Linked DNA regions of Mus musculus: regions 1, 2, 3, 4 and 5 are each linked to region 6. Evidence: chromatin contacts called from public ChIA-PET, HiChIP or PLAC-seq, Micro-C and promoter capture Hi-C data. All regions are on one chromosome and are shown on one strand. Each heading gives the region's core, a stretch centred on a gene start, on an enhancer-like site or on the middle of the called end of the contact. The rest is flanking DNA. Distances are from core to core; before and after follow the strand shown.

Region 1 (4,426 bases), core at 134-2,633, 770 kb before region 6:
CAGGAGAGAAAGACAATCCGCAGCCCTTGAGCGCAAAGCACAAACCCCTGACAAGCACAGTAGTGGCAATTGAATCCCTAGGAGAGTTTTACCGTATAACAAACCCATTTTTCTTAAAATAAAATACACATTTCTTGAAAGAACGTGTTCTAACTAGAGCTGTGGTTGTGAGAAAACTGCCCCGGAGAGAGCAGTAAAACCTGTATGATTTCAACCCTGTTCCCTTGATCCCTCGCCAGAGTCCAGAGCTTTAAAAGGCTGCTATAAACACCCTGCAATACCCAGTGTTAGCCATCGCCTGGTGAGAGGCACAAGCACAAACGGTGGAAAGAATTTGCAAACTGAAGGACGTCTGGAAACTACAAGCTTCTGAGAAAGGTACCGTGCAGTGGTACCGACACACCCTCGGCTTCATTTTGGTCCTTTGTCCCCCCACCCCCCTAGTCTGTCCCCTCCCCAATAGGAGATGGCAGCCCAGGCCTCAGTGACGTCGCCAGCACTGCGGAGCAGCAGCCCTGCGCAGGCGTAGGAAAAGGCTGCAGGTGGGGAGGTGGGGTGGGGGGCAGCTCTGCGTCCCTCCCGGGTCCTCCCAGAAACGGGGGTGGGGGTGGGGGGGAGAGGCGCGCACACACAGACCAGGGGCAGCGCGCACGCGCGTCACCGCAATTCCAACCCCGCGCACGCCACAGGGCCCCTACACAGCGCACCTTTGGGGACCCTCGAGGACGCACGCGCGCGCCTGCCACTGCAGCCTGCCGCAGCGGCGGGTGGGCGGGCGCGCGCGGGTGCTGAGGAGGGGGCGCGCACACCACAGGGAAGGCAGTGACAAAGGTGGGAGGGGAACCACCATCCTCAGAGGATGAGAAGGACGCCCACGCCGTCGTAGGGAAGGGAGAGCGTAGGAACAAAGCGGGCCAGCCGCAGACCCAGAGGCGCGTCCCCGAGCGCTCGGAACGCGGGAACGGGTACCTGACCCGGGATGTCACCCGCACGCCAGGCGACGCGCACACAAAAGACCCCCCTTCTACCGTTAAGGACGCCCGAGGGTCACTGGACAAAGGGAACACACCCACAAGGGCAAGGGCGGCCACACCCCCTCAGCGCGCGGGCGCTCGGCGAGACGCGCGGCGACGCGCACACCCACACTCACCACACACCCACGGAGGGAGGTGTGGAGCGCCCCGATGCCCGGGCATCTCGGCTGCGGCGGGACGCGCAGACGCTTCCGTGAGCCCCGCCGCGCGCAGGGTCTGCACTCACCCGGGCCCGCAGCCCGCGAGCCTCAGACGCGGGCTGCCGACGCCTCCGGCCCTCCACGTCAACCAGACCCGCAGAGCGAACGCTCCGCGGCTCCTGAGGCGGGCGGGTCACGTGGCTTAGGGTGCGCATGCGCAGTCGCCGCGTCGCCCCCTCAGCTCGGTGGGGTGGGTGGTGAGACCGTGCTAGCCCCCTCGCTGCGGTCGCGGTGCGCCTGCGCCAAGCGGCGGGGGCGCCTGCCAGCCTCTGCTTTTCCTCAGGTTTTTTTTTTTTTTTAATTTCCGCCCACGCTGCGGGGGTAGCTGAGCCGCGCCTGCGCATTGGACTGAGTGGGGCTGAAGGGTGGGGACGGGTGGGCGTCGGTGCTCGCAGGACTCAAGGTCCCGGGCCTCCTGTTTCCTCTGAGCCTCACGAAGGCTGGGACAGGGCCCATCATGAGAGGGCAGGACTCGGGGCCTCTGTCCAGCCCGGGCCCCTTCCTCGCCTCAGAGGGTCCGAGGTGCGCATTTTCCCCGCAGCGCGCGCTCCCGCCGCCCCCTCAGCTGCAGTGGCGCGCGCGCGCGAACATCCGCAGTGGCTGTGTCCGCAGCAAGCGATGAGATTATGTAACAGACCATTGGTGAAGGGGGGCGGGGGGAGATGTCTGACGACGATTGTGTTCCTTTTCCACAGATTGTCTAAAGCCACAGGGAAGATGGTGGAAAATTCACCGTCGCCATTGCCAGAAAGAGCGATTTATGGCTTTGTTCTTTTCCTAAGCTCACAATTTGGCTTCAGTAAGTACTGGAATGATGGATGGCCAAGGCCCTTAATGGTATTGAGAACCAGGAAATAATGTGTTTGTCCTTAGAACGTACACACATGAACTGTTGATTCTTTCTACCTGTGTCTCTTCACGAGTCCTAAAAGGGGTACCGTTTGTTTGCTCAGTTTATGTATGCAGTTCTAGATGAACTCTCCAATATTTATTTAGCACTAGGCTTGATGCTAATGTGAATAAAACCTGGCCCCAATCCTTGAGGTCATAGTCATGTGGAGAAGCATAGTAAACCCACAGTTCAGAGAGCATGATGAGTGCCCTGGAAGAGCCTTGGAAGGTTTAGAAATTGGGGTTAGCTACCTCCAGGCCACTCCCTGGCAGTTCTATCAGAATAAGTCAGGAAGGACCATGGATAGAGTCTCTGAGTGAAGGCCTGTGAAGGTTTGGAAGTGAGATGCTTATAGCTCCAGGATAGCATGCTGTAGCTGAAGAGTGAAGATAATGGGCCAGAGAAGTCAGGTGTAAGAATGTACCCTTAACGTCTGGGATCTGCATTAATGCCCACAATGTTCCATTTTGTAGATGAGGCCACTGAGGCTTACAAAACAAAACAAAACAAAAACAAAGAACAAAAACAAACTTAATATGACCAACTCAACAAACAGAACCAAAGTCCCTCTTCAAATAGTTTGGAAGATATGAGGCAATCAAGTGGTAGAAAATTGAATGCCCACAATCCAACCTGGTCCTTGATAGAAATCAGAATGTCTATGTGGAGGTATCCTTCCCAATTCTTAAGTGAAAAGTACTAGCTTAGCTGTAGTGTAGTGGGATGAAGAAGCTACAGTTACTGGCTCTTTCGTGGAATCATTGTTTGGCCTGAGAGCTTTGTGTTTTGCATGAAGTGAACCTGTGAAGTAGGTGCTGCCTTGCTTCCTCAGTTTAAAGATGGGAATACTGAATTTAAGTAACTTGATCAAAGCCAAATAGCAACAGGACTGGAATTAGAACAGGTATACTGGCAGACTTCACTCTACTGAAGTCCTTTGACTCTTGTATTAACTTGGGTAATTTATGCAAAGAAGCTGCTTAATAAACATTAGCTGCCCTTTATTTCTATAAATTACTATTCAAAGAGGATTTTAAGGATTGGAATCTACAAGCATGTTAGATAAACCAAAACCTAATTGAAGAATTTACTGAGCACTTACTATGTATCAGACAGTGTTAGAGGCCAGGGAAAGGTAAAATAACCAAACCTTGTCTGCCTTCATTTGAGCTTTCTGCATACTTGGAGACGACAGATAAGTAAAACATATCCAGGAAGCAAAACAGGGATAGGGTGGAGGAGATTAAGGAGCAGGAAGAGCCCTCCTCATGTGCTGTGCTGCTGTGTGCTATCTTTTAATACTACAACTTACCATGCAGAAAGGAAAAGATCTCTGTAAGCATCTTTGTTCGGCACCAGAAGCTTACAGAAAGCACAAACCATCTCTTCAGGAGTTACTGTATTCCAGTCTTGGCATACAAAGCTCTGTAACACTTCATTCTTAAGACAAAACCCACCACTGCTGATGTAGCCTGAAACCTGTCTCCACCACTTCCTTTGTACAAATGAGTCCTTTCTTGTGTATAAAAATATACATGTGCGTCTCAGGACTGTTTTGAGGATTAAACGAGTTAGTCCATGTGGAGAAGTTTAGAATCTATTGTTAAAACACGGAGACAGCAGAAAAGGAGCCTACAAGACTGGGTATTGGTAGAAAGAAGATTGTACATAGACAGTCAGAACCAGAGGTGACAAGTTCCCTTTAAGCAACTACTTCTTAAGTAATTACTTCTTCCCTATGGAGAAACAATGAGCATGTAAAATGCAGGAGCAAATTCTAGCAATAAGTTCCTAAGAAATATGTCCATAGACTTTTTTTAAATTATCATTAAATTTGCTTACAATTCAAATGATATCCCCCTTCCCCGTTACCCCTCCACAAATCCCCCATCCCATCCCTCCTCTCTCCCCTCCCCTTTGCCTCTATGAGGGTGCTCCCCCACCCACTCACCCACTCCTGCCTCACCACTCTAGCATCCCCCTATGCTGGGGCATCAAGCCTCCACAGGACCAAGGACCTTCCCTCCTAATCATGTCGGATAAGGCCAATCTCTGCAGGATACTTATCTGGACCCATGGATCCCTCCATGTAAACTCTCTGTTGGTGGTTTAGTCTCTGGGAGTGCTGGGTGGTAGCCTTAGACTTTTTAAAGTACAGTATAAAAGCTAAGACACTAAAAACGTGTTAATATGGTAATTATGGTAAGTATTCTAAGACTGGTACAAATAAGGAGCTACAGATCCTGAATTTTGAGAGAGTGAGGCAGGCCTTTGGGGAGCATCTTTATTGTATATGAACC
Region 2 (4,703 bases), core at 1,350-3,849, 990 kb after region 6:
GGAACACACACACGCACACGCATGAGTCTGCACTCGAGGGTACTCATCAATGAACACTCAGAATGCTCCCACTCACCCCTTACAAACACAAACCCACAGAAAATGTTGCTGGACATTGTCACTTGTCTCAGCTGGGGGCATTGAGAACTTCTAGCTTCAACTAGGCCTTGGTGCTGGACTGAAATGCCAAAGCCAGCTCACTCCCATTTTCACCTGACTGGAGGCCGTCAGTGCCAGCACCTCCCTGGCAGCTGACGGTCTCCAGAATTAAGAGGGTGACATAGAAATGCTGGCATTTGTTCAGCTGGCTGTGTGTAAAAGCCTGTCCCCTCGGGGACACAGTGTGATTCCAGCAGCACCTGTCGACATTCAGACTCCCCCCCCCCCCCCCCCGAGACAATTCTGTCCATTGGCCACAGCCTCCATCTGAAATACTGTTTTCCTTGGAAATGTCCCCAGTGTGGACTTGCCCATTGAAATTTATTACATAAGTCCTTTAGCTTGGTCACCATCCAAAACGGGCACCTGGGGCCAGCTCCTCCGGCTGACCGGTGATCACATGTAAGAGTGGCTTTTAACACTCTCTGAGGATGGCGTACACAGGGATGATCCGTTTGGCCGTATCCACGTCCCTTCCTCCCTTCAACTCCCCATACCGTCTCCCTCAGAACTTCATGTCCTTTAAGGTTTTGTGTGTGTGTGTGTGTGTGTGTGTGTGTGTGTGTGTGTGTTTATTAGTCGAGTGCAGGGATGTGTGTGTGTGTGTATGTTTATTAGTTGAGTGCAGGGAGTGCCACCCATATACACATAGGACTAGGGACATTCACTACCACAATCTATCCGCAGCCACTGTCACACAAAGTAAAGTAAGTATCAGGTCTAATTCACGGCTATATGATCCGGACTTCAACAATACAAGCTAGAAGGAAAGGTATTTATTTAATAGTACAGGAAAGAGAGGGGGGAAGAGAGAGAGAGAGAGAGAGAGAGAGAGAGAGAGAGAGTTCGCCAGGACCCAAAAGTGACCCTCTGCTGCCCAGTAGGGAAGACCAGAGAATGACAAACAACTGGCATAGAGTGAGCCTCAACTTGGCAAAACTCCCTCTAGAAACCAAGCCCCGAGCACAGGCCTCAAAAGCCTGTAATGTGTTCTCATAAACCTGGGCCAGAGAGGGTAGGTAGGGTCCCTGAAAGGAAGAGGCTGTCAGGCCCACAGCTTGTCAGCCGAACTTGACCCCTCTGTGGCTGATGTGCCTTCTAATCCCACCAGTGACAGCTTCGAGTTCTGGGCTTTCAGCCTCCCCCAGCCCGACCTGCCTAGCTGCTCAGCACACACACATGCGTTCTCAGCAGACGGGCCCTGTCTGTCTCTGTCCCTTGCAGACAGACAGACTCCACACCTTGTCTGAAAGGAGCTGCCACGTGAAGGTTTATCTTTCCTCCTCATTTCTCTTCTTCCTTTATTTTACCCTCTTCCTTTTCTTTTGGTTAATTAATGTCTAGCTGCCAACCTGGGCGACAGACAGCGCATACTAATCTGAGTCACGCAGGAGAGCCTTTTAAGGCGGTCATTATCTGCTCAGGTTGTTTAATCCTTTGGGGGCAGTGGGAGGGGCCTGGGGTGGGACCTCTTTCATCCACATCAAGCTTTAGAGCCAAGACTCTGCGCTCTGTCAAGGTAGAGACTTAGCACCATAGAGGGAGAGACACTGCCAGTGAAAGTGGCTGAACCTTCTAATCCTCACACTTCCTACTTTTAAAGTCTCCCCATGAATGGGAGAGGGGGCAGTTGTCACCTGAATTGAGTGGGTGGGGGCGGCGTGCACCGGACTAGCCAAAAGAATAGAGGAGCCGTAGTTGGGTGATGTATAAATTCTGTGTGACTGCTGATGTGTAAGGAAAGAGGTTAGACAGGATTTAAAAATGAAAACACGGGGAGCTGGTGAGGTAGCTCAGTGGTTAGGAACCTTTGTTGCTCTTCCCAGGCCCCCCACATTAGCCCGCTCACAGCTGCCCATAACTCCAACTCGAGGGCATCTCTCTCCTTCCTCCAGTGTCTGCAAGCACACACACACACACACACACACACACACACACACACACACACACACATGCGCGCGAGCACCTAACTAAAAATAAAATAGCTGTAAATGAGAACACGTATTCGAATAGAGCACTTGAATTTGAACATATCTAAAAGGCCCATGTCTTTTTTATTACAGAGCGTATACAAAGCGAGACAGGGAGGGATGGAAGGAGAAGGGGAGGAGGGAGAGAGAACCTGACCTCTCGTAGAAAGACGCCACACTATCTCAGATCTTCCACATACTCTGCCCCCAGCAGCTGAGACTGTAACATTACTCCTGCGCTTATGCCCATGACAAATCACGGACTCACTCGGGATTCCGGTAACGTGGTACCATTACCACATTACCATGTAAGAACTGGGACAGACTGGCAGAGCATGTTCAGACACGGCTCTGAAACGTGGTGACCTCTCCTTCATTTTTTTCCAGTGGATTCACCTTTTTTGTCTCAGGACAAATGAAGCAAGAGGGATAATGGGCAGAGTCACTTGTTTGTGTCCAGTGTATTGCATCAGATGACAACAGGCCGATTGTGTGTGTGCCTAATGCTCTCCCTCCTGCCTCGGCTTCTCCCTAGACTGTATAAATCTAACTGGAAAAAAAAAATGGAGTAGAGCTTCCTGTTAACTCTCAAGCATGTCATGGCTCTCTGTAAGCAAAACAAGTGACACAGAGTTTGCTCATAGAGGTCCCCGGTGAGGGCGCAGAGATGAACCCTGAGGAATGAGGTGTGGCCTGCTGGCTGGAGGAGAGGCTAGAGGGCAGCCTACCAGGGCAGCCTACCAGAGCCACTGTTGGTTTACAGCCTTTGCCTGCCCACATGTCTGACTTGCTTTGAAAAGATTAACAGGAGTGTTTGTTTGAAAGTCAGACTCCTGGTTTCCTCATTAGTAGAGGGATTTGCTGCAGACTTGGGCTGTGCTTATAAACTCTAATTACCTCTCTGATGAGGAGTCTATTTCTCTCACATTCAGCCCAAATGTACACAAGAGTTCCTTTTGTAAAATCGTGTTAGAGCAATAAAAGATTATTGAGAGGGGGTGGAGGGGGAGAGGGAGAAACAAGAACACAAGCCCGAGCTCTCCGTGCTGAAATAATAGGCTTGGAACAGAAAGAAGTTGATCACAGCCCATGCCTTCCAAAAAAAAAAAAAGATTAATCCACCCGGGTAGCTTTCCTTTCAAAGGAAGCTTTTCGATCCCCTCAAGTTTCTCTCTAGCAGGCTCAACTCTGTACCTGAATTTGAGAATTTAACATTTTGAACACTTAGTTCGTGCCTCTGCCCTGTGTTGTTGCTGCTGCTGAGCCGTGCTGGTGCGAACAGTATAGTCGCAGCCTGCCCTCCTCTGACTGACAGACACAAGCTACCCGAAACACCGTCCTAACTCACTGTGGCAGCTGGTGGGCGGATGTGCATCCCTTCCTAACCATTCTCAGTTATTTCGCAATGTCTGGAGATTCTTTTGGATGTCAAAGTAGCGGGCAGGGGGTCGGCAGGGAGGCCACTAGAGGCATCTTGTGGGTAAAGAAGGAAGATGCCACCAAACAGTTATCAGTCTCCAAACACCCGCTAGACATAATACAGCCCAAAGATGCCAGCAGTGGCACTTTTGGCAAGGGAACCCTCCTGTCCCTCCTGTCCCCTGGTCTGCCTCAAAGGCAGCATGCACACGTGCCAAGTGCAGAGGGAGCCGGTGAAGCAAGGGCAGTCTGTAGAACTGTAAATTCAAAATGAATCTTGTAAAGAAAGTCTGTCATTTCTGGACAAAACAAGTTTTGCTATCCATTTGTGTTAGAAGCTAGTGAGTGACACAGCAGCTGGAGCCATGACTCAGTGGTTTAGAGCATGCACTGCTCTGGGGGATGTTGGCACCCACTTCTAGCCTCTGGGGGCACTGCACACACACAGGCTCATAACCACACAAGCATAATCACAAGTAAAATTACCTTTAAGAAGAAAACAGTGACTCAGGTCTTAGATAAAGACGAGACATGAAGTCAAATGTCTAAGGTTACTATAGATGGGAACAAGTCAGAAGGCAGAGACAGAGGCAAGTGATGTGTCAATCACCGACATTCACGTCGTCCCTACCACAACACGCACTGCACCTAATAATAGGAAATTAGCCAACTTTCAAGGGATCAGAGTCTACAAAAATGACAGTTTTCTATTATCCAACCTGACTACTAAGTGCAATGACATAATATTGTTATTATAACATACTTAACATATAATATTCTACTATCAACATATCAGTGGATGCATGACCTCAGTTATTTTAATGTTATGCCATTGTATATTGTTATATTAATATTGTTATGCCAATGTACTGATTATATTAGCAATATACCAGTCAGTATTGATGCTTTCATTAGAGGATAGGCTTTTTTTTCTCCCCCAGTAAAGGACCAAAGAGAAGTTGTTAAGCTTTGGACACTCTGTTGTCCTGGTCACTCAACAGCAATAGGAGCTACTTAGCGCCCATGAAAGTGCACACAGGTGCCAACTTGTGCTATAGGTTGAAGCTATGTCGCAACAGAGTAGAAATACAATTTTTGTGTGTTTTTATTTTTAGTCTTACAACCATTTGAAAAGGTAAAATTCATTCTTAATTC
Region 3 (4,734 bases), core at 1,064-3,563, 820 kb after region 6:
CCAGGCTGCCCCCAGATCCACAATCCTCATGACTCAACCTCCCACATGCCAGGATTCCAGATTTATGCAACGACATGAACCTCCACAGCTTATGGGTGCATACAAAAGGCATGTCCTGGGGCTTTCTATACCTGTTTGTTTTCTGAGACAGGGCATCTTTTGAACTCAAGTCCTTGTGCTTGCAAAGCATAAGCCACCCCTTAGTTCTGTTATTACTTTGAAGATGTTTCACACGTGCTCAGGTTAGGCACTTAGTGACAGTCACTGTCACTGTCAGCCTGTTCATCACCAGGGTAGGAAATTCTTCTTGCTGGTCTCAGGGACAGCTCAGTCCTCCTGTCCTTCGGTAACAGCCATCCCTGGGAACGAAGAGGCTCCCTCACAAGGTATCGACCCTCACACAGAATCTGTGGTTCTGGGATATTTTCTCTCAGAGACTTCCCGTCTTCAGGAGGTCAGTGATGTAATTCAGGACCATGTTCCCAAGATTGATTTAAAACGAGAGGCGGGTGAGTCACCTTTTAACAGACAGCTTTCCTCTTGGTCACTCGTCATCAAAGTGGAGATCATCAGTTAAGCATGAAATTGAACATTTGTTTGGACGTAGTCGCGTCTACAAGTCCTAAGTGTCTCCCTGCGGGAGGCTCCCATTCCGGCCTACCCAGCTCAGTCACTTGCAGACAGCTCTGCAATGTTCCCGCCAGCTGTCGGCTCCTTGCTATGGAGACTCGCTCTCACCCAGATGAAGCCAAGTGCTGGCATCCCACACAGTCATAACTGCATCTCCACTCTCAGGGCCCCTTTGCCATTGATGATTAAGATGGATTAAGATCCCCTGATGACTTTCTCAGATGGGGAAGTGATTTCACATGGATTGTGATCCAGAGAGCCAAGCCTTGGATGTGAGGATCTGGAGACAGCCCAGAGGAACAAACTTGCTTCTCAGATGGAGGAAGCAAAAGAAATCAGCACTGCTTCTTCACGTGTGTGGTGACAATTCACCGTCCAGCACGGCTGTGCTCCCCAGGGCACTACAAAATTCCCCTCGTATTCGCTTGCTTTATTGCAAAAGGGCAAGGTGCAGATATATTTATCTCCTCCGTGTGCATTTAGTAAGTTGTTATCTTGAGGATTGTCTATGTGCTTATTATGTGTTCTGTCCTGGTAATGTGGCAGTGACCAAAGATGGCGATCCTCAATGGTGAGAAATACATCAAGTGAGCCAGCCTCACCTACTCAGTAAGGTCCAGGCCGTGAGAGACCCTGTCTAGGAAAAAGAAAAACAACCACAACAGAGCACTATCAAACACTATCTGAGGTATGTTTCCCCACCTCCTACCTCCACACACATCTGCACATATATGTGTGCACACATATACATACACACACACACACACACACACACACACTCATGGAGAGAGTGAGAGAGAGAAAGAGAGATTCCATTGGGATTTCAGTAAGTACTACATTCAATCTGTAGATTGCTTGATTGTCCTCTCAATGGCATGGATCACAGTCTCTCAAAAGCATGGATCACAGTCTCTCAATGTCATGGAGCACAGTCTCTCGATGGCATGGAGCACAGTCTCTCAATGTCATGGAGCACAGTCTCTCAAAGTCATGGAGCACAGTCTCTCAATGGCATGGAGCACAGTCTCTCAATGGCATGGAGCACAGTCTCTCAAAGTCATGGAGCACAGTCTCTCAATGGCATGGAGCACAGTCTCTCAATGGCATGGAGGACAGTCTCTCAATGGCATGGAGCACAGTCTCTCAGTGGTTTTGTCTTTCCATTCATTTAGGTCTTTAATTTCCAGGCTGTGCTTTGTAATCTTCAGTCCTGGCAACTTTTGCTCTGTAGTTATTTTCCTAAGGACTTGGCTTTCTACATTTCTAGCTCCTCTTAGGTGTCTCCACCCAGGAAATCTCTTGCTTTCGTTTGAGTGACAGTTATGGAGCCCTCTGCCTACGAGGGAGTCAGCACACCCTAAATCAGCAGCCTCCCTGCAAGCCTCTCCTGCCCCAGCAGCATGGCGCTGTCCTTGTTCAGAGCCACTGAAGTCTTCTGGAAATTTCCACTTCACTTCAGCCTGGTGGTTCCTCTTTCTGTGGAATGGTATCAGTGACCAGTTACTAAGAAAGTTCAGGGGACAGAAAGAGTAGGGCTTCAGATGGAGGAAGAACAGGAGGGAAGGGAGGGAAGGGAGGGAAGGGAGGGGAGGGAGAGGAGGGAGGGGAGGGAGGTGGGCAACCCTCGAGCTCAGTCTTGATTTCATGTGCTTCCTCTGGGGCGAAGGAAAGAAACCATGTGTGGTCACAAAACCCTGTACCGAAACAGAGTCCCTCCTCTTTCATCTGTCACCACATGCTAAACACTGCAGTGTGTGTGTGTGTGTGTGTGTGTGTGTGTGTGTGTGTGTGTGTGTGTGTGTGAGAGAGAGAGAGAGAGAGAGAGAGAGAGAGAGAGAGAGAGAGATTGAGGAGATCAGAACATATGTGTTCCTTTTAACTCCTACCAGATCTTGAGATCAGTCAGTCAGAGAGAGCATTCTGGAAGGAACCGTCGAGGAGGGCACTTGGTGAATAACAGCTGAGACTCAGGAAGCACAGGTCTCCAGGGTCAAACCCCCCAACCCATTCCCACTCAGATGTGGGTGCTCCCCAACCTCACTGTATCTCGGTTTTGTTGACCATAAAACAGATAGTAACACTTGCGAGACAGACACTAAGTGGAAAGCATTATGTGATCTTTGGAGAAAAGGCAGACTGTTAACATATGCTAACAATGTGTTATTCTGGGCCAGGCCCGGAGCCACAGCCACCAGAGTAGCTTGGGAAACATCTGCCAGGAACACACAGAGCACTCCAGCCTCCAAAACCATCTCTGGGTCCAACTGGCAGGAGATAAAGGCCCTCTCTGCCCAGCTGTGCCCTGTTCGCCCTCAGGCCTGAATTCTGGGACCCCTATGCTGACCTGTAACTTACCCACTTACCATGCACCCCTCTGCTTAGTGAAAGAGAGCTTTGGAGGCTGGCCTCTTTGAGGCAAGGGGTTCTATTCTGGGACATCCACTTAGGGGCAGTGCTTATGGTGGATAGGCCAGGGTGGGACAGGGACATCCACTCTGGGGCTGTGCTTACCGTGTATGTGTTGGGGTGAGGCAGTTTGTGGTTTGTTTAGGACAGAAGACAACCAGAGCTGACTAAGTGGATGAGGCTCTCTGGCTCTCCCTCACTCTCCAAATTTGAGGCATCTGGTGCTCAAAGCCTAAAAAAGATCTCCCAAAAGGAGGAAGATGAGTGTGGCAGGGGAAAGGTGGGAGGGAGCCAAGATCCACAGGGACAGCTCCTCTTATCTCCGACTGTCCTGTCATGCTCTCTAGACATGGCGGCTTTCTGAGGAGGCCCACAAGGGCTTTCTTAGGGAAATAAGGTTGATCTCTGTGGTCCCCACTTGAGTCAAATTGGCTTCTCTTCATCCTTTCTCAAACTTTCTGGTGTCCGTAAATTCTTTGAAGAGGAAGGAAATTAGGGAAGCCAAGATATTCACAGAAAAAAAGTTCAGCCCTTTCCTGATGGGCCCAGCCGAGATGTGATAGCTATCCTCAAAGCATAAATCCTGAAGGGTAGACATTTAGATACAGTAGCTAGGGAAACACGTGCATCGTGAGAGAGAGAGGGAGAAAGTGAGACACTGCACAGGGTCCCAGGTGACCACTCCCTCAGCCCACACATGGGGTGGGGCTGGCCCTGACTTTGCTACCCCAGCTTGCAAAAACCCCCACACCAGATGTACCCCAAATGCAGAGAGGACTCTGTAAAGGACCCTGAGCAGGAGGAATGGGGGGAGGGGGGGAGAGGAGCGTGTGGGATGTGTCTGATTATGGAAGCCATCTTAGACCATCTGCAGGAAAGAGACATGTCTGTCAACTTCGGGATTACACAGGGCCCCGCAGCACAAAGCAATGGATTTGAATATCAGCATGGAGAATTGTTAGGAAGGACCCGAGGCCACAGATCTATGCAGTCTGGAAGACACTCAGGCCTGTGGAGTAAGCCTTTCTCTTTGAAGGTTAGAATGTAAGTAAGAGTTTATCCTCTGGAGAAGGTCCACACAGTCCTTGCCAGAGCCCAGGCTACCTCACCCCTAATTTTAGCAATCCCCTTGCCCCAGTTATCTGTGGTCCTCACACCATTTCTTCTGCTTCCTTTGATGTTAGCTGACTCTAAGAACCCAAGGCCAGACACACTGCAGGAAGAGGCCCACTCAAAGCCTTCACTCCCCCATCTCACGGAGGCGAGAAGACGACATTTTTGAGATTGTGAAGGGAAGAACTGACTCCCAGCTTAAATTTAAATATGGCCTCTCAGGCTGAGGTGGATGACCTTGGTGCCAGTGCGCGTCTATCATCGGCCATTTGGCTCTTCCTTGCAAGATTTTGTTCACATTTATATGGTGTTATGAATGTGTAACCAAGGCTCAGCCTGTGACATTAGGAAGCAATGGGAGAACCTGGACAATGTCCCCCACCCCGCTATGGATATGACAACTCAGTCATTTTCCTCTCCCAAGAAACTGTTTCTGCTTTGGCTAAGAGATTTTTTTTTAAAGAAACCATAGGTTCAAAATTACCCTTTCGCCTCAAAAGTTAACCTCATGGAAAATGTGGCAATATTTCTATATTTTGAAAAAAAAATATGATGGTATCTGTATCTATATCCTGTTGCTTAAGA
Region 4 (4,604 bases), core at 1,506-4,005, 720 kb before region 6:
TACAGAGTGAGTTCCAGGACAACCATGACTACACAGAGAAACCCTGTCTCAAAAAAAATTGTTTTGTTTTGTTTTGTCTATTCCCCCCCCCACCCAGGGGAGGATACAGCTGTCTAGGCATCGAGTGGGTATAGTTATTCCTCTGCTCAAGGAACAAGGCCTTGGGGCTTTTCTCAGATTTGTATCTTATTCCAATTTCAATCTGCTTGCTGGAAGTCCTGGTATGGGTCACCAAGCCCCAGTCCCTCACAGACTCCTCTACAAAGTGTCATGAAGACTAGGGATGAGGAATTCTCCGGCTTTGCCAATGTCATCAGCTAGAAGCTGTGTGGCCTAAGCTCCCAGCCCGCTAGGAGGAGCCGGATTTACTAAGGCCTGCAGAGAACCTGTGTGGGACATCTATGAAGAGCTTTCTGCATAGAGCTGGGAGTTTAGCTCCCTGGTAAATCCAGAGCCTAGTGACAAGGAAAGACCCAGGGGTGGATCCCAAGATCTCGCCCTGACAGGCGTGTGGGAAGGCAGCCAGTTCTACAGTCCCTACAGAACCCCAGGCTCCCCCATCTGCCCAAATCCAGGCCTTAACTGCCTTCTGTGAAGTGCAGTCAACTGGAAAGGGGCTGTGCTTTAAGATAATCACAAGGGGCTTTCTCCTCACAGTGGAACCAGAAGCTGCCTGCCTCAGGCCCTGTGTGTGCCGTAGTACTCTAGTCTCCCACACAACTGAGTGACCTCCATACTCACGGTTCACTTAAAGGAAAATTTAGTAGTTAGTGAGTTCTTTTAAATCTTACCTTTAAGGACTCTAAGGACTTTAAGTCTGAGTGGAATGAGATAGAAAGAGTTCTCTTCAGTCACTTAGAAATTTGGAGCAGGGATTATCAGGACTGAAACAAAACCATGTAGCAGACTCTAGCTGCCCTCCTGTTTGCTCCGTTCTTTAAGCTTCTATAAATGCTAACTGAATTAAAGCACTCAGTATTCAAAGAAAATAACTTAAATGTAAAAGAATAATAGAGGAGTAATTTCCCACAGTTAACTTTTCATATCACATCTATCTGTACATTAAGCTGTATCCCACAGGTGTTGTGTAAGTGAGATGCATGGCCCTTCCTAAGCTACCTCCACTGTTTTAAAGGTCCATTTATATTTGAGAATATAGCAAATGTAAGCAAAACATTCGCTTAATAAGTCAAAAGCAATTAACCGGCAAGGCAAAGATAAAGGGATAGCTGTGGCAATTAATCTTTGCTGACAAAGCCCGGTGCTTGAGTGTATTTGCACAGAGAACAGAAGATCCTGCAAGAGTTCTTGCAGACAGGGCCAGACAAGGGTGGGAGCTTTTAACTGCACTGTCTGGGCACCTGAGGTGGATGGAGGTCTGCCTGCTTTGCAGTGTGGTACATAATCAGCTTTTCTCTAAGGGGGCTGGGCTTTGCCCCTCCCTCCCCCATGCTCTGGTTTATAGAAGAACCCTCCTCTCCCACCGCTGCATGTAATTACCATGCAAAGCCCATGTCCTCAGCTGTTTGCTTTTCAAGGACGGAGGAGCAATCGCGAGCCCAGTGGGCCCATTAGCACCTCCGTTCACTCTGGGCTCTACCCACCAGACCTTCAGGAACTTACTTGTGGGTTAGGCCAAGCTAAGCACGAGAGAGGAGTCCTTCCCCCGGGTTTTGGTTTTGTTTTCAAAGTTATTATAGACGTGGTGCCGCTTTCTGGATTGACTATTGCCTACAACAGTCACATTTAGCTTACCGGACGTTCAGTTCTGGTCAGTTCAGCATCTCCGGGGGGAGGCGACATCCACGGTCTCCACGGGGCTGGAATGGAACTGGAAACAAGCACCAGGAGAGACTGAACTCCTGGCGTTTCTGCCGCCCCGCCCCCCCAAAGGTTACTATGAGGTTGATACCATAGTGTCTGTTTGACAAAGAGTCCCTGCACACACCATGATCCCTTAAGGTCTGTCTGCCGATGGGCCAGTCAGTACTTTACCTGTTCCTGCCTCCTGAAGAATTCTCCGGGCTCTGCTTCCTAGTACACTCTGAGATGGGAAGCCCCAAATCTAACCTATTATTAGGGCGCGTGTGAGTGGAGATTATTTTTTCTCCTAGCAAATCTCTCATTGATACCTCAAATTTTTCTAATACAGATGGTTGGTTTCAAGTACACCACCTCTGCTGCTGGAGACTCCTTAGACTACTATGCCAAAGGCGTTTCTGCATCGCCAAACTGCTCCGCTTCCTACCTACCCAGCTAATCTGATTTCCTTAAACTTCACAGCTTTAAAGATAGCGATGTCCCTGGATGGGCAAACACCGATCCCCAGCGTAGGGCAGGAGACTGTCACTTTGTGATAGACCGCAGGATCCTTTTATAAATTTCTTATGGGGCCCCCAGCCTTCAGTATTTTCCAGCTGGATCAATTTCAGATCCTCAATACACGCAAGTGTTGCCCATTTCCTTGCCAGATATCCGCGGGGTCCCTGCACTTCAGACAGGAGTTTGCAGTAGTCGATCTCAGGTTAAGGAGCTCAGTGTCTGGGTGCACCTCCACCGGGGCCACAGGACACCCTCACCTTTCGGGCCCGCGTGGCAGCGGTAGCCTCCCGGGATCATCCCCCGGACAGTGGCAGAGGCGTCCCCGCGCCTCCCGGACTCCGGCCGCCTCCGGTCTCATGGTGCGGGTGTCGCGCGAATCTCTCAGCCCGACGGCGCCTGGTCCCCCTGGCTGAACGCGCTCACCTACCCGCTCACTCGGCGCCAGGTTTAAAAACTGGGGCGGGGCGGGGAGGGGACTCGGGGAAACTGCGCCCCGTGGGGAGGGGGAGGGCAAGGGACCTCGGGAAGGGACGGAGGAAGCAGAGGGTGGAGACCAGAAAGGCTCAAGGAAGAGAGCAGGGTCGGGACGGCGGGGAGGGGTGTGTGTCCAGAGTGGAGAAAGGACAAAAGAAAACCAGGAGGGTCACTGGCGGAGCGGGAAGCGCAGGGCGGGACAGACGGCCTACAGGGCCTCCGAGATGACGGGTGGCGGCTGCGCGTCCCGGGGAACAATTTTCCCCACTGCTGAGCAACTCCTGGGGCCGCTGCCCTCGGGGCTCTGATCCCTAAAAGCATGAAGCCCCACCCCGCACCCCAGTTCTCCCAGAGTTTCCCTTTCAGCACTGTGAGAGGTGGTGAGTGTGGGGCACAGAGTCCTCGCTACACCGAGGGTCAGGACAGCTCCACGAGTGGGTGACAGCTGGGTTTACGAAGCCAGGCGAGGGTTTAGGCGCAACCTCCGCACCGACGAAAGCCTTAAGATGGGGGAGGGGTGCTTCCTGTTAGGGGTCACCAGTCAGGACCCCGGGTACCCCTTTGCCCAATAACCTGTTCTCCAGTGCCAGGTGACTGCATGTGAACACTGTAGCTTGGTCTGTGTCATTTAAATTAAGTGACTCGGGTTTTAAAAACCGAGAGGGGTGGGGAATAAAATGTTTTCGAATGGTTTATTTAAGATCTGGGGAATATTTAACACCAATTAAGGGCAAATAGGAAAGAGGGAGTATTTACAAATTTTATTTACAGTATTAAAAGCCCTGAATATAAAGCAGGAAGCTGGGAGTGAGCAAACAATGTGAACTCACGAACACAGTTAAGGTGTCAGTGGTTTCTTGTTGTTTTAATAAAAAAACACCTAGATGTGGGTGCCTTTTAAAGAACTTTGATAACGTGTATCTGTGAGCCCAAAGAATGAAAAGGTATCTAGTGACAGCCAAGTGTTCCCAATAGTATGTAAAGGATGGGGGTATGTTATATAGCTGATAAAAACACACTCATGTTGAGCCATCACTCAGGAGGCAGAGGCAAGGGGATCTCTGTGAGTTCAAGGCCAGCCTGGTCTACAGAGTGAGTTCCAGGACAGTCTAAGGATGCACAGAGAAACCCTGTCTCAGAAACTTAAATAAATAAATAAATAAATTTGTGCAGGTCTCTTTTCTCTCCTAGTCCTGTGTCTGAAATCCAGGAACTCTACGGAGTCCTGAACACTATGGAAAATTAGATAAAAGGTTATTTTTAGATCATTTTATCTTATGTGTGTTTTACCTGCATGCAGGTCTGCCCACCATGTTACCTTTCCATCCTCTGGAACTGGAGTTACAGACGGTTGTGAGCCACCATATGGCCGTTGAGAACCAAATCTGAGTCCTCTGCAAGAGCAACAAGTGCCCTTAACCATTGAGCTGTGTCTCCAGCCCCTAGATACAAGGTTTAGAAAGAGGAGCTGCTTAGGGTAACTTTGTTTTTACATTTGTTTGTTTGTTTGTTTGCTTATGTGTATGGGCAAGACATGTGGGGGCCAGAAGACATCTTGTGGGGGGCTGCTCTTTCTGTCTCCCAGGTGGATTCTGGGATGAAGCTCAGCATTTCTTGGCTTCTTTATCTGATGAGTTATCTTACTGACCCAGCTTTAAGGATTTTTAAAATGTTTTCTAAATTTTCAACAATGAACGTATTGCTTTTTTTACTGTTGCAAAATAGAATTCAAACTTACCATTTTAATCGTTTTCAAATCTACACTTAAGTGAGTGAGATAAAGCACTCACATCCCCTTCCCATACCCA
Region 5 (4,318 bases), core at 203-2,702, 880 kb after region 6:
AGAAGAAACCAGTCTTTAATAAAAAGGAAGAAGAAAGACGCTATACAATTCCCCTTCATGAAGGTACAGAAAGCTGGTGAAGCCACGGAGACATGGAGTAGGTAGATTGGCAAGAGGGAGAAATTCTGAGTTGTTAAACTATGAAATACCATTTCAGTTAAAATAAGAATGTTCTGGGGATGGTAGGTGACAGTCACAGAGCAGCGTGCATGTATGTAACCTACCTCATGGGACCATACAGTTGACAATGATTACGATAGAAAATGCTATGTTGGGTATGGTTTACCATTATCAAAGAGATGTGGGGAGGAGTAATGTTAGTAGAGGTCTTGCTATTCACACAAAAGGGCTTTGTGGTACGTGTATGAACACACTGTGTACAGAGGAACAGAGGGGCTTCGGGGGCCTCAGAGCCCGCGAGTTTCGCTGTAAGTTTCGGATTAGAAGCCGAAAGAGCCATAACAATGCCAAGTGTGAAGGCTTTCTCCCAAAAGTCACCCAAAGGACACAGCCAGGTGTTCCCAGGAAGGCAGTGCCTCCACTGACATATGAGGTACAAAGAGGGACCTGCTCAGAAAGGGTTTTGTTTTCCTGGCTGTTCAATGTGGTCAGAAGTTGGCAAGCATCTTGGTGTGTCTGGTTGGAATCTGCTTCTCCCGGGTGGTGCCGAGAGCCTCGGGCATTTCTTCTTGTTTCATCTCATCATCCAGGAACAAAACAGAGTAATCCTTGTTCCTAGAGACTTGCCCACGATTTACCATCAGGTGGAAGACAGCCTGGGGTCTTTGGAAAGGTTTGGGTTATAATGAGAAAACATCAAGATAAATATTTATTAGAGGGGTTGGGAGTAAGGCTGTAACAGTTACTTACTTGCTAAAATATAAAAAAAACAGCTTTAAAGAAAATCCTGGAGAATCCCCAACACTGGAGGGAAAGTCAGTACGAATCAAGATGTTGAAGAGGGAAAACATTTTCTCCTTTGATAATAATTATTTTTGTAGCATCTGGACATCAAACATGGGCTTGAATTCATTCTGATTTCTCAGTCTGATCACTGAATGTGGACTTCCAGAAGGCTTTGCTGTTTTGTTCAGTATGCTCATCAGAGAACCAAATGTGGGATTTCTAAGAGTCCCTGATCAGTGATTGGCCATTAAACGAGTGAGTGAATGAATGAATGAATGAATGAATGAGCGAATGAATGAACAAACGATCAAACATAAACCTTTTCTATTTACTTACTAGTGTGCTGCACAAATATAATGAACTACTATAAAGTGTGCATGCTTCCTTCTCAAGTTGACTGAGACCTAAGATGGGTTCATCTGAAATTATCGTTTTCTAGTATTTTCTAAAACCAGCATAAACCTGAATGTAATATGCTCAACTATCAAACATCAGTTACCAAAAATACTTGTCACTTCCTAGATCTGATTCTGTTTCCGGTCTATGCGGAGATCACTCAGTTGAAGAAGGAAGTATTTTTATCTCCATACTAATTTGGTCAGTCATCACCTCTCTCTGAAGAGGGAGGCTCTGGGGGAAATGAGCCAGATGTTTGGTAGAGAACCAGGCCTCTAAGAAGGGAGTAGAGCCCACCCAACACACTGAAGCAAAAGATAGGCCAGTGGCACCTGGTGAGCAGAGAGGAGAGAATCTATAAATAATCATATATCCACAGGTCAAGAAGACCCAAAAGCCAGCTGGGTCCTTTATTCCACAGCAGCCTGGCTCATCTATAAATGTAATCATAACGAGTTTCTTACCTTGGTTTTCACTTGTCACTAGATTAGATACTTTCTCCCACCGTCCCCTTCTCTCCACCATCAGCACTTGCCACAGACTGAGCTTGAAGTCCCTTGCCAAAGACTGAGAGGTTTTGGTATGGAGGATACAGACAAGAGCACACATTCAGGAACTGGGTTCTACTCCTGGCTCCATTTGTTATGTGCTATGACATTAGGCGACCTTGTGAATGTCTGTGTGCCTCAGTTTCTTCATCTACTAAAAGTGCATAATAGCAAGAACTAGCTCACAGCAACAGACAATGAAAGGGATTTGTGTTGCTCAACAAAGACATGATGTATTACAATAGTGTCTGGCACGTGCGAAGCATTCTATTCTACCTCAGTTTAATGTCCATATTGTCTGCGTCTTATTTAATGTGGTCTTAGAAGTTTGTAAAAGATCTACCGTAGAGCCCCCATAAGTAAAAAGTCGATGCATCTCAACAGAGAGTAAAATCAAGAGCACTAAGGCAATCTTGATGGAGATGGAGATGAAAATGCTTTTTCAATGACCAGTCAAGCACAGACCCTTCCACATACACTTTGCTTTCCCTCACAGTCAGTGTGAACTTGGCAAGGCTGGCACCAGATGGGTAATTTAGGTACAAAGGTCAGAGGTCACTTGCGAGGATATGTCAGGTCATGTCCTCAAAATGTTTTTAAGGTGAGGCAAGGGTCATTGTGCCCTTGCCTTCCCATGCCAAGAACACCATGGGTGTGGGGGATGTCTCCAACCAGTCTGATGTTCACCTAGGCTCACAGCTTGAGTAGAAGCCAATGTTAAAGCCTTATACTTCTGTTGATGCATCCGAGGTCGGGGTGAGCCACCTTACAAAATGACTCCAAGTTCCAGGGACAATGATAGGCTTGTCTTGGGTAGCCACCAAAGTCCCCTTGCAGCAGTCATATGAAGACTGGGGAATCCAGGCACGCTAGCTAATGTGCCTCCCGCCATTCTCAGTTTTCCTGCCTGAGAGTGGAGAGAAATCGCAAGGCAATGTCACTTTGTCACTTCTTTCCCTCAACAGGAGCATCATCCCTGACTCCACTTAGAATCCCAACTCTGTCCAACATCACTTTTATGGGCTAATGATCAAGTGTGGCCATGCCTTAGGAACCAGGATGTAGGGTACTCACGCAAAATTCCAATTCCAATAACTCAACTAAAAGCTTGCACGATTTCTAATGTGGGCTTTCTGTCTCTGCCCCCCGCCCCCAGCCGAAACACCAGGGTGTCTTCACCTACATCATGGCCCCTTCCCTGTGTCCAGGTTCATAGCTCTGGGGTCAATTTTCTCCCCATAGTCCCTTACTCAGATGTCTCCAAACCTGGTTGGCTCAGTGTCTGTTCACATACCCTTTTCACTGCAGTCTCAGGCATAACTGCTCACATGATCTTTCAGTCAAAACCCTTGAATGATGGCCACTTGCCTTTAGGAAAAGGGCCACCAAACCCCTTAGTTACAGAGGTTGAGTTATAGTGCTTCTAGCATGCCAAAACTGGGAACGCCATGGCTCACAGCATCCAGATTGCTCCGACAGAGTCTATGGCTTGGCTCTGCTGCTATAATGACTGGGAGGCTTTGAGTCTTGCTATCTGGCACTGTATATCTGTGTGACGTGAGACCTTCCATGGTCCTTTCTTCAATGGTTGTGATGAGTTTTCAGTGAGAGGAGACACAAAAAAGACTCACTCAGGCTCTGACAACTTCAAAATGCTGCAGTCCTCCAGCCCACCCTCTGCACGCACCTCAAGCAAGTGTGTGCTGCAGCGGGCTCCCAAGTGAGCTACTCAGTGACATTCTACATTCGCCCTCTTCCTTGGCTTCCATTACCATATAACTTGTCTGCCTTTCCCTTTATAATATCCAAACCCTACACTTCTTCCAGACTCAATCCACCCATCCTTTCCTCCTCTAAGCTTCCCCAGCCCTTCCTGATGGGACCCATTACTCTCCCATCCCAGGCTCTTGTAACCTTACGATCACATTCATTGAATCTTTTGTAGCCCAATCTGCCATCCCCACACTGGACTATACAGCTGTTAAAGGGTGGGGTCGTTCAATCAAATTCTACCCCTGCCATCCCCCAAAATGCACAGGACGGGACTTATCGCGTGAGGAATACTTGCTCTGTGTTAATTGAGTGTACAGTTCGCAGTCTAATTTCTTCAAATGCTTTATTGAGTGTGTTAATTGCAAAGTAGCAGGGATCAACTCCTGTCCTATCCCAGACACACAAGCGCACCGTCGCTGAGCAGCGACTCTGCAGTTTGCTGCGGATCGGGTGTCTGATGTGGCACCAAGCTCTCCAGTTTCATTTCACTTGGTGTGTCAGAAAATCAATCTGAGACTTGAGCAAAATCCTAAAGCTCTCTCCCGACTCTAGAGCCATGGTAAATAATTCATGTCTCTTCCCCACACCCCTACTAAAAAAGAAAACGAAAAGAAAATCCTCTCTCATTCTGGAATAACTCTCAGAATCTGTACTATCACCATGCTTTTGAGGAGTAAAGACAACCCATGTTTCAG
Region 6 (4,414 bases), core at 1,655-4,154:
TTAAAATAAGACATTTTAGTTATACTGACCCCACAGGAAGACCTCTCTGTGTGTATGAAGGTCATTGTATTAGGAATACAGTAAAATAAAGGAGACAGGTATAAGATTTCCATTTCAAAATATTCTACTGCCTCATATACATTGCTTGTAAATTGCCGTTCAAAGTAAGCTCCTAGTCAATTGCTTAAGAAACCTGAATAATCCAAAAAAAAAAATGCTGCCCAGGGTGGGATGGCTCAGCAAGTGAGGGCAAGGACCTTGGTCACCCAGCAGCCTGAGTTCAATCCTTGGAACCCATGTAACCACAGGAAGCAAGAACGGTGTATGCGTGTTCTGATTGAACCCATGTCTGCGTACCATGTGCCATGCCCAGAGGGCAGAAGAGGGCACCGGGCATCAGATCCCACAGACTGGAGTCACACGAGGTTGTGAGCTGCCGAAAGTATAGTAAAACACCACGTATCCACAGCAAGACAAGCTTCCAGTTCTGTTCAGACTCCTCTTTTGTGACCTCAGGTAAATTTATTCATTCTGTATGATTTCCTTGGCATTTTAGGTTTTGTGTCCATCACAGTCAAGGCATAAAAGGATCTTGTTGGTCTTGCTTGAGCAAACACCCCTCCAGTGTCCTCGGCGCTCAGCAGTGTCACATAGATGTGGTCACACCTTGCATGGTCTGGATACCTGCTCTGTCATCCAGGATAATTTAGCTGTTTATGGTTTGCTCTTTTATATATCAGTGACTATTTGGTCTGCAATCTCCATACCCCCAGGGACTTTCTTCTGTTGCTGGAGTGAGACAGATGTTCATTGAATTATTTCAGTACAAAAGCCACGCAGGGGTAGTTCGTGGTGTATAAGGAACCTTGAGGGCAGTGCAGATCCTGCTGTCTTAATAAACAAAGTTGCAGAAGAGCATAATGAATGACAATTAGGGGGTGGGGGAGGTTTTGGGAGACAAGCTAGGGTCCTCCTGATCACTCTTGATTTATTATTTGCGCCTTGCATTAGAAACTGCCTCAATCTGTTAAAGATGTTTCAAGACAGATCAAAGCCATTCAAGATGAACTTGGCTCTTTGCCACCATGGTGGGGACTGACCTCCTCAGTGCATCCCACGGAGTGATGTACACTCTCCTCAAGGGACAATGCTGTCTTTACAGCAACCAATCAAAGGTGGCTTGTATGAGGCCCAGAGGCTTAGGGACCAGATACTGAAAATCCAGTGTCCTTCTTGCATCCTGGCTCCTCCCCATTCTCCTGACTTTCCTCTGTATCCTCCTTATCCTGACCTTTTGGCCTTTTAACCTTTTTCCCCCCTTCATCTTCTCTGGAGACAGGGTTTCTCTGTGGAGCCCTCACTGTCTTGGGATTTGCTAGGTAGAGCAGGCTAGCATAGATCCACCTGCCTCTGCCTCCAGAGTGCTGGGGTTAAAGGCATGTGCCATCATACCGAGCCCTAACTTTTTTGTTTGTTTGTTTTTTTAACAGAAGTTTCTCTTGGATCGTTTCACTGACATTACTCAGTTATTCATACAAATCAAAGCCAAAACAGTACTTCTTTTAGAGTCATGCCAGATCAAACCCCTAGAAAATGATGCTCCCTGCCAGCAGGAACTAGGTAGACAGAAACAGTCGCCCCTATCCTTTGCATATAAAGGATCTGGAACAAACACCGCACCCCCCCCCCGCGACCCCCCCTCCCAATCAAGACCCTGAAATTGAATTCAAACGTAGCGATTCAGAGATTGCAGAAATAAAAAGTAGCTGATATTGTTAGCATCAGGACCTCCCAAACCTATGACATCACATAGGCGACAGCGCGACCTGCAGCATATTCCCAGCATCCACTTGGCTCACCTCCCACCTTTACCTTCATTACGTCATTTTCCATATAAATAAGGAGAACGCCCCCTCTGTCACTCCCTCTTTTCTCTTTCCGCCGCCACCTCGTCCCTCTCTCTCAATAAAACCTCTTCCACGTGGAACTGTTTTGGCCTAGTATGCTGTTAAGACGCGACCTGACATTCTAACACATCAGATATCTATCCCAGTGGCAGTGGTTGCAAAAACGTACAACAGGCGCTGTAGTGTCAGAACCCAGCTTTCTCATTCTGTCCCTTTCTCCCTTCCACATCCTTAGCTACAAAAACTCCAGCTTAAAGCATGAAATGTGCCTTTTCCTGACCTCTGGTCTTTATGTGACAAAGTCCCGTGCTTGGATCGCGACATGCAGAGCTAGAACTAGAAAACCCACTTCTTTGAGTAAAGCTTGCTCCTCGCTGTTTGAGGACGTCTAAATTCTCTCTCTCTCTCTCTTTTTATTTCTTCCCATAATCCTAATTCGTACTTTTACTCTGACCCTAACAGTTCCAGTAACAGTCTTGGGACAAGACAGAAATGCCTTCATAGTGGATAAGAGGAAAGGCGGGGGACAGGCTGTCTGGGAGAATGGACCGCCTGGGTCCTGGCAGCTGGAGGGCAGGGCAAGGTGGGGATCAGGTAAGCCAGTCTGGTGGAGGGGGCAGGAAGTCGGAGGAAGAAAGGACACGGTGAGGAAAGACTTCCCGTTGGCTATTTGGAGCATGGGTCAGCAGCTATGCTCATCGCGTTATGGCGTAGCTGTGGAGGCCTGGGAGTTGCGCATGCGCGTGCCAGAGGCGTAGGCTCGCCGCACCGCAGCCGCTTTCTCCGTAGCTGGTGGAGCGGTCTGCGTCCGTACCCCGGCTTCGCCGCGGTTTCTAAGGTAAGCAGGAGCACTTCCGGTGGGCCTGGCGTTGCCTGGGCAACGGGAGCGGGGTTCCGTTGGCTTTTTTGAGTTCTGTGTAGCTCCAGACCCCAATTTCCTCTGCGCGTGTGGAACCTCTCCCGGAACGGAAGTCAGGACCAGAGCGACTACTGCGCAGGCGTGGTGTGCGGCCAGCGGGCCTGGGTTGGTTCGCTGGTGCGGGTGGCATGGATTGATTGATGTCCGGTCCGTCCAGGACTGCGAGCCAGGACGGCGCTGTGGCGTGTGGCCATCACTGAGGCCCCGGTGGCAAGCAGGGGGCAGGGCTGCGGTGGAACTGCGCGTCCTTGTGCACCACACGTGGGCTCCAGGACGGACCTGGTGCCTGGCTCCAGACTGACTCGTAAAGCAAGTCTTGCTGCCGAGGTAGATTAAACTACCTGGGCGGCTTGGTGGGCGGTCCTTTCCTGCCCTCCTTTATTTTTAGAGTAGATTTTAAAATCATTTCCACTGGTTTGGCACATGTTAGATGGATGTCACTTTAGTACGGTACAGGGTAGGATGGAAGTAGTAAAGGCTGTTAAGAATGCTGGACGTGGTGGCGCACGCCTTTAATCCCAGCACTTGGGAGGCAGAGGCAGGCAGATTTCTGAGTTCAAGGCCAGCCTGGTCTACAGAGTGAGTTCCAGGACAGCCAGGGCTACACAGAGAAACCCTGTCTCGAAAAACCAAAAAAAAAAAAAAAAAAAAAAAAGAATGCTTTCATATAATGTTCTCTAGGGCGTTTTGTTACAGAGTCCTGGCATTCTTTTTACCCAGAGGCAGGACCCAAAGGGGTTTATCTTATGTATAAAGGTAAGTTGCCTACAGGTATGTCTACGCACCACACGCTTGCAGTGTATAGAGAGGCTAGAAGAGGACATTGGATCCCCAGGCAGTGGAGTTACACATACGGGTGCTAGGAACTGAACCCTGATCTGCAGGAGCCCCTTGCGCTCTTAACCCCGGAGCTATCTCTCCAGCTGCCCACTCCCCGCCCCTATCTTTTAAACTAGAATTTTCTTCAACTTTAGTGTTACTCAGTATTTCTTGTATGGTTTTAAATGTTAGCATGTATCTTCCAAGGACGCTTGCCTGTGTTTCTGTTGTTAGTTTCTACAGTTGGTCTACACTCTTGTCTGTTCCTGGATCTTTCCTTTTTGGCCTCTGAGAGGCTAATGTGGAATGGAGTCATTTTATGTCTTCCGGTCTCTCTGCCTTGTGCTCTCTTTAGTCTACTGCGAATGCCCATTTTAATCATTCTGACCTTTAGAGCTAAAAATCCACTTTACACCGAGTGGGGCTTATTTATTTTTTCTAAGACTTTTGAACTGATGGGTGCTTCATAATGACCGGGTATTTTTTGTATTAGTTATTATTTTATGTGCATAGATGTTTTGCCTTCGTTTTCTTCTGTGCACTGAGCTGTGTCTCCAGTCCCTGTGTGTTCTTCAGCACAGTTACGTAGCACTATACTAAATGTTCACTAGCATTGAGCTGTGAAAGTCACCAGAGGATATGTTTAGAAAATCAGCTGTGAGATTTTAGTCGGTAGGGCCTCCTGATGGTTTTGTTTGCTCCTTTTAAAGCAGTGGTTCTCAACCTTCCTGATGCTGCTATCCTTAAATACAATTCCTGATGATATAGT

The links. Promoter capture Hi-C pulls out the DNA fragments that hold promoters and counts their contacts. A called contact is a pair of places that touch in the nucleus more often than the background predicts. ChIA-PET counts read pairs in DNA pulled down with a chosen protein or histone mark. HiChIP or PLAC-seq counts read pairs in DNA pulled down with a chosen protein or histone mark. Capture Hi-C pulls out chosen DNA fragments and counts their contacts.
Region 1: a contact with region 6 is called in a Micro-C map of embryonic stem cells, with 5 times the contacts expected there. The contact joins the promoter of Ttc3 here to the promoter of Setd4 in region 6. A contact is called at or near these places in 1 of 39 promoter capture datasets (pre-B cells) and 1 of 484 Hi-C or Micro-C datasets (embryonic stem cells).
Region 2: a contact with region 6 is called in an H3K27ac HiChIP or PLAC-seq map of extraembryonic endoderm stem cells, with 22 times the contacts expected there. The contact joins the enhancer-like site here to the promoter of Setd4 in region 6. A contact is called at or near these places in 7 of 39 promoter capture datasets (the C10 cell line, cranial neural crest, embryonic stem cells and 2 more), 3 of 484 Hi-C or Micro-C datasets (all in liver), 16 of 115 datasets of contacts at active chromatin or transcription factors (acute myeloid leukemia, astrocytes, bone marrow-derived macrophages and 11 more) and 3 of 9 other capture datasets (embryonic stem cells, liver and pancreatic islet).
Region 3: a contact with region 6 is called in an RNA polymerase II ChIA-PET map of memory CD8 T cells, with 28 read pairs. The contact joins the enhancer-like site here to the promoter of Setd4 in region 6. A contact is called at or near these places in 2 of 39 promoter capture datasets (the C10 cell line and embryonic stem cells), 2 of 115 datasets of contacts at active chromatin or transcription factors (embryonic forebrain and memory CD8 T cells) and 3 of 9 other capture datasets (embryonic stem cells, liver and macrophages).
Region 4: a promoter capture Hi-C map of liver shows a contact between it and region 6, with 2.0 times the contacts expected there. The contact joins the promoter of Ripply3 here to the promoter of Setd4 in region 6. A contact is called at or near these places in 4 of 39 promoter capture datasets (embryonic stem cells, hippocampal neurons, liver and 1 more), 5 of 115 datasets of contacts at active chromatin or transcription factors (embryonic stem cells, large pre-B cells, microglia and 1 more) and 3 of 9 other capture datasets (adipose tissue, embryonic stem cells and liver).
Region 5: a contact with region 6 is called in a promoter capture Hi-C map of pre-B cells, with 2.7 times the contacts expected there. The contact joins the enhancer-like site here to the promoter of Setd4 in region 6. A contact is called at or near these places in 5 of 39 promoter capture datasets (the 3T3-L1 cell line, the C10 cell line, cranial neural crest and 2 more), 4 of 115 datasets of contacts at active chromatin or transcription factors (astrocytes, extraembryonic endoderm stem cells, fetal liver and 1 more) and 3 of 9 other capture datasets (adipose tissue, embryonic stem cells and pancreatic islet).

Annotation. Positions count from the first base shown.
Region 1 is chr16:94,367,696-94,372,121 of GRCm38.p6, reverse strand. It overlaps Ttc3 (tetratricopeptide repeat domain 3), which reads right to left and starts at 1,383. Exons shown (of 46, transcript NM_009441.2): 1 at 1,261-1,383. It overlaps Pigp (phosphatidylinositol glycan anchor biosynthesis, class P), which reads left to right and starts at 1,572. Exons shown (of 5, transcript NM_001159618.1): 1 at 1,572-1,756; 2 at 1,930-2,033. The coding sequence starts at 1,692.
Region 2 is chr16:92,607,582-92,612,284 of GRCm38.p6, reverse strand. The region is part of intron 7 of Runx1 (runt related transcription factor 1); the gene reads left to right. Among named protein-coding and RNA genes, the nearest start is that of Gm30224, 14 kb to the right of the region's middle. Within about 2 kb of position 2,599, at least 135 of the 459 cell types and tissues checked have an H3K27ac peak or open chromatin away from gene starts, as enhancers often do. A contact at or near this core is called in astrocytes, bone marrow-derived macrophages, embryonic limb bud and 4 more, where this site is marked.
Region 3 is chr16:92,784,555-92,789,288 of GRCm38.p6, reverse strand. The region is part of intron 2 of Runx1 (runt related transcription factor 1); the gene reads left to right. Among named protein-coding and RNA genes, the nearest start is that of Gm30281, 25 kb to the right of the region's middle. Within about 2 kb of position 2,313, at least 78 of the 459 cell types and tissues checked have an H3K27ac peak or open chromatin away from gene starts, as enhancers often do. A contact at or near this core is called in memory CD8 T cells, where this site is marked.
Region 4 is chr16:94,326,573-94,331,176 of GRCm38.p6, reverse strand. Ripply3 (ripply transcriptional repressor 3) reads right to left here and starts at 2,755. Exons shown (of 4, transcript NM_133229.2): 1 at 2,580-2,755; 2 at 1,756-1,831. The coding sequence starts at 2,680.
Region 5 is chr16:92,721,880-92,726,197 of GRCm38.p6, reverse strand. The region is part of intron 2 of Runx1 (runt related transcription factor 1); the gene reads left to right. Among named protein-coding and RNA genes, the nearest start is that of Gm30281, 38 kb to the left of the region's middle. Within about 2 kb of position 1,452, at least 11 of the 459 cell types and tissues checked have an H3K27ac peak or open chromatin away from gene starts, as enhancers often do. A contact at or near this core is called in pre-B cells, where this site is marked.
Region 6 is chr16:93,602,305-93,606,718 of GRCm38.p6, reverse strand. Setd4 (SET domain containing 4) reads left to right here and starts at 2,904. Exons shown (of 12, transcript NM_145482.3): 1 at 2,904-3,153; 2 at 3,508-3,582.